Linked DNA regions of Mus musculus: region 1 is linked to region 2. A link is a contact called in public promoter capture Hi-C data. All regions are on one chromosome and are shown on one strand. The core of a region is the stretch at or near the end of the contact, and the rest is flanking DNA. Distances in the headings are between cores, read along the strand shown.

Region 1 (2,700 bases), core at 198-2,697, 48 kb after region 2:
CAGGTGTTCCGGGAATACAAGCTTAGGTCTTCAGTCTTGTTTGGCAAGCATTTTCCTCAGTAAGCCATGTTCCCAGCCCCTAGATTTCTCACTTTCTACTAACAGACTACATCTTCAAATGTTTCTAGAGTCTCTTTACACAAGGATCAGAGATGACCGTACTTAAGTTGTGAACTATCAGGCACTGAACTTGGCGATTATACCCAGAGTCTGGGTAACCGTATTCCTTATCAAGTAAAGACTGAGTCCATTTCAATAGAGCTGAATTTAACGGGCCCACAGAGTCAGAGTTCTTGCTTATCTGTGCAACATTCTCCCCTTGGAAGGAGAGTATATCTCAATGACTGGCGTGTACAAACAAGCCAGGCTTCCTAGGTGTGAATTGTGAGCAGACCACTTGAGTTTGTGTGACTCTTTGGTGGGTATGCATGTGGACCTCCCCCCACCCCCACTTTCCTTATTTGGAAAAATATGGAAAAAATAGTATACATCTCACAGGGTTGTGTAAGGATTATGTAGGTTAATAGGTGAAGTGGCTGGTATATAATAAGAACTATAATAATATATAACATACTATAAGGCATATAGTATAATGTAAGGATGCTCTTGTTATCTTTTTGGCCTACTATTGACACTTCAAGCAATGGAGCAGTCTTTCAGAGACGTATCCACAGTTCCTTGGGGAGAGTACTACGTGTTTGTTTCTTCTGTCACTGTTGTTTCTTCTTGCAATGGTCTATGACCACAGGAGTTTTGACTGTTCATTCCTGTAAAGAAACATTCAATTAGCTCCAAAAGAGGCATTAAAATATACTTTATATGATGCGGATAATAATTATTAGCTCATGATTACCTTGGACTGGGAATTATACCGTCATAAGGGAAGGTGTTGGTTTTTTATTTTAAGCCTTTCATTTATGTAGACTCGCCAAGAAGTCATCAGGGTTAAAGAGGAGCACCGAGTTTCAGAACTCTGGGCTCCTGTGATCACAGAAAGACTATTCTAACTTACAAAAGGATCAAACTTCTCACCATGGACTGTGGATGATACATGCGTATAGGATCAGAAGGGTGTCTAGATTCTACCACACCTGACACAGTATTGAAAGAGTAAAATGTCAGAGACTATTTCAAAGGCTCACAGTACTAAGAAATAGGCAACTGGAAAGTTTTGTGTCGAAACCCCCCCGTGGTAAATCGTCAGCTAGTTCCTCGGTTTTTATCTGCGTGGGTTGACTGTTTCAGTCTCCATGCATTCTCAAAGCCAAAGCTATAACAGACTGAAAAAAAAATTCCAGTCAGAACTTCTAGTCACAAGGCCTCCCTCCGTTGTTGCTATGAGGCAGAGAAGACAGGAGATGGGCAAGGAGCCGAGCAGCGCTCTGAGTGGCCGGGCAGTAACAGCGTCCACTGCCAGGGTCCTGCCTGTTCCGTTAACTGCCCCCGCCCCCGACCCGATCGGCCTTAAAAAGCTCCAACTTGCAACCAAATCCCCAGTCGGAGCGCTGCAGAAAAGGACCACGATGGGCTTGGGTGACTACAGCCACTGCAGACAGAGGATGTCCCGGGGACTCTACGGAGTCTCTGGAAGGGCTGCGCTATGGTCCCCAGTCTTCCACCCGGTGCACCGCATGCCTTGCGGCACCTGGCGCATCGGCATCGAAGTGCCAGAGCACGTCCGGGCGTCCAGCCCGGTGCTGGAGCACCTCCGCAGGCAGCTGGAGCGCGCCTTTCAGCGGGCGGCGGCACGCGGGCGCGCCAGACGCGCGCGGGAGGCGGTGGCGGCGGTGGCGGCGGCCGCAGCGGCAGCACGGGAGGAAAGGAGCCGGACGCGCATGGAGTGCGCCCTGGCCCGGCTGCGCGCGGAGCTGGTGAGCGCGGGCTGTGCGGCGGGGTTCGCGCTCTGGAGTCCGTGACTTCGAAGCTGGAGTGTAGCCTGCAGGAGGACGGCAGGGGTGGGGTTGATGCCCGGGAGGGAGATCATTCCTGGGGACCCGATTTCCTCTGGACTCGGTGTTAAGGCCTCCTTGGGTCAAAGCTCCAGTGATCAGGGCTTGGCCTACAGTCCAGTGATTGGCCCATATTCTAGGAGCCCCTCCCCAGTCTGTTTCTGTAGTTTTCTATCTTCTAGAAGCTTCCCCATAGCAAACTCCTAGTATATCTACGGTTAGCGTGCAGAGAAAGAAATTTCAATGGAACCAGCAACCAAGATGGATGGAATAATTGTATGAGAAACTGAGTCAATCCAAGTATTTTTGTTTTAGTCCTTGCTAAGAATTCAGAAACCGACTGGCTCTTCAGAAGGGAGGAGTGTGCATAGATCACTTTTTCTGTAATGAAAAAAAAATTTTTTTGACAATTTGAAAAGGACAAAAGTATAAAGAACCCGTACTTAAAATGGCGACGCTTATGAATGCTGCTAATGGAGACTTGGAAAGTTCTCTTGGATCCAGTGCGACAACTAACCACTTCTTCAGAACAGTTAGAAAGCACAGCGGGTGGTCGAGTTCATTACTGGCTTTAAGAAGGGCAACATGATAGCGAATCCAATTTAACCATACTAACAATCTGAATTTGATAAGGAATGCATTATGCTTGATCTAACGGTGTGTGTGGTCAAAATGGTGAGCCCTGGTAGCTGGATGGTAAAGCCATCTCATTGCCTGGTGAGACCGTCTCCCTGCACACCGCGAGGTTAGT
Region 2 (2,700 bases), core at 138-2,637:
TTTACAATTTAAGAAAGCGACTTCAGTCTGTTCCAAAACCCTGCAGCCTTTCAGTTCACTGGCATTTGATTTTTAATAGGATTTTGCACCCTTGGTGGGGGTGGTGGGCACGGGACGGGACGACGCCGAAGCTCTTCCAATACAGTTTAAGGAGAGCAAATATTAACTTTCCTTTGTAAAGAGAAGCCGAAGTACAGAAGCCACTTCCATAAGCCATTCAAACACCAACGCGTTTTGGAACGCTGAAGACAGCTTAACAAATCAGAGAGCACGAAGAAAACGTCCACAGCGTTTCCCTCTTAAATTTGAAGAAGGCCGCTTGGTCTAGTTGAACACCTCGACAGTGTCACCTTACACTATCCTGGCAGAGCCTACTCAAAGCCTTTCTGTGCCACGAAAAAGGCACCCAGCCTCGGAACGTCTCTACAACACTCGATCCTTAGCCATTAAAGAAATTAAAAAAAAAAAAAAAGTTTAGAAAAGTTAAGGGGAATACCAGCTACACTCATGTTCTTGGAAGCAATGTTATTCGATCGTGTTTTAAAACAGCCGGTCCAATTTCTGAGATGCCCAACACACAAATATATACATTATAGAGAAATCCGGTTGAGGGAGACAGAAGAACAGGCGAGTGAGTCCACGATCCCTGCGGCCAGCACACGCCTGGCGCGACCCGGACCCCGGACTCCACACCCGATGCACCGCGCCCGCCCGCCCAGGAGTCTCCCTGACGGCTCCCGCCCTGAGTCCCGCGTCTTTGCAGACAGCCATCTTCCCCCCCGAGGGGGCGGCCAGCTCCGAGAGCGGGCTCGTTCAAACCTCCCCTTCTCTCCCCGTCAGCCCCGGGATCCCGCTGTCCCACCTCCGCGCGGCCGAGGGTCGCTTTTGTGGGCCCTGGACTGCGGCGGAACCATTAGGAAGTCAGCAGGCGCGGTGCACGGCCCCGGGGCAGCGAGGAACCCCCCCAGGCGAGGGCGGCCCCGGGACGTAGGGGGCCCGGAGAGCGCGGGGTCGCCGGGCGCTGCCCGGGAGCTGGCAGCACTCGGGGGCCGCAACGCCGGCCGCCTCGCACCGCAACTGCGGGCCGCGGAGCCCGCGCCCCGGGAGCAACCCGGCGGGGCAGAGCACCGGGGAGGGAGCCAGAGCCCGAGGAGGGGTCGGCCCGATCGCTTACCTGGATCTCGGCGGGGAGCCGGGAGGGGTGGGTGGCCCGGGGAGGGGGGGAAGGGTCAGGGGAGGGGGCGGGGAGAGGGGGAGCCCTTGTGCGGTGTAGCCTCGGAGCTGCTCCCGCCACCGCCACGGCCGCCGCCTCCTTTTCCGATTCACTCAAACAAACAAGATGGCGGCCGTTACGGCGCGGCTCTTCCGGCCGCCCAAATCCTCGGTTCAAATCGGCAGGATGTTTACGGTCAAAAAGGTACGTGTGCGCCTGCGCAACCCGCCGGAGCCGCCCCCCACCCACAGAAGGGGCGGCGCAGGCGCGCTGACCACTTCCTTGTCTCTGGACCAGCCACCTATTGGCCACGGAGCAGGCGCAAAGGGTTCCTTGAAGAGGTTTGCGGAGCGTCAGAGTTGGCAAATGCAGCGCCTGCGCAACACCGTGTAACTAATTGGGGTTTAACTTGAACTCGAGTTAAAGCAGGTCTTTGCTGTTGGCCAGTTTTCTTTGCGCCCGGCAAAAATAAAAATTATTTTAATGACCTTGTACAGCGACGAAGGAAACAAAAATCTTAAGCTAGCTGCTGGAAAAGTAAGGCCTAATTGGTTCGGCCAACCTGTGCTTATATTAGGTTTGCAGCAAAAAGCATGCTACCGAGGCCCTGGGAGAAATTTTTTGAGAGTAGATTCCTTTTACACGCAGTTCCTAAACTAACTTTGGTCTCCCATTCATGGAGTCTCATATATGTTCTTGAAAGTTCCCTTTAACAACATTTGATTCTCTGGCGGTGGTGGTACACGCCTTTAACCTCAGCACTCGGAAGGCAGAGGCAGGTGCATCTCTGTGAGTTCAAGACCAGCTTGGTCACAAGGTCCAGGACAGCCAATACTACACAGAGGAGCCCTATCTCAAACCAAAACAACAATAACAAAAACCAACAAAACAACATTTGATTCTTTGAAGCAGATGCTTGCTTATGGTTCATCAGTAAATTTCTTACTGTGGGAGTTAGCTACTGACAGTTTGGAAACACCTGCTGAAGGTGCGTGTGTCAACTTTAGGCAGTTTGCTTAACAAACCTTTGACAGGACAGATTTAATTAACAGATTTCACCTCTATTCATTGGAAAATAATCCACTTTCCTTTTTTTGGCTACGTAGTAATGACTTTTATGATTTGACTTAATAACTGACCGAGAAACTGCTTGCTGTCATTCTCTAAAGCCTTTTTATAAAGCAGTTCTGTTCTGCTTGTCTGTCTCATGATAACACACAACACATTTGAGAGAGGAAAACGGTAGGAGGATTATAAAACATACAGTAGCAGATTTTGGTTTAGAACTGCACACAGTTTTGCAGAGCTGTTCCTCGGAACTGATCAACTCTTGAAAAAGGATTATATATGTCAAAAACACTAGAGTAAGTAGGAAGCTTAGAGTAAGAGGATTGACAAGATTTTTGGGAATATCACAATGTGTTTTGGCATAACTTTAAAGCTTTTACAGTAAATGAAAAAAATAAGGTATAAAGCATTTGTTTAAA

Evidence for each region. Capture Hi-C pulls out chosen DNA fragments and counts their contacts.
Region 1: a contact with region 2 is called in a promoter capture Hi-C map of pancreatic islet. The contact joins the promoter of Aard here to the promoter of Rad21 in region 2. A contact is called at or near these places in 2 of 39 promoter capture datasets (both in embryonic stem cells), 11 of 484 Hi-C or Micro-C datasets (Sertoli cells, cortical neurons, embryonic stem cells and 2 more), 12 of 115 datasets of contacts at active chromatin or transcription factors (the SCID.adh cell line, embryonic stem cells, extraembryonic endoderm stem cells and 2 more) and 2 of 9 other capture datasets (adipose tissue and pancreatic islet).

The regions. Positions count from the first base shown.
Region 1 is chr15:52,038,660-52,041,359 of GRCm38.p6, forward strand. It overlaps Aard (alanine and arginine rich domain containing protein), which reads left to right and starts at 1,448. Exons shown (of 2, transcript NM_175503.3): 1 at 1,448-1,871. The coding sequence starts at 1,524.
Region 2 is chr15:51,990,373-51,993,072 of GRCm38.p6, forward strand. It overlaps Rad21 (RAD21 cohesin complex component), which reads right to left and starts at 1,388. Exons shown (of 14, transcript NM_009009.4): 1 at 1,175-1,388. It overlaps Gm52217, which reads left to right and starts at 603. Exons shown (of 2, transcript XM_030248881.1): 1 at 603-1,417. The coding sequence starts at 697.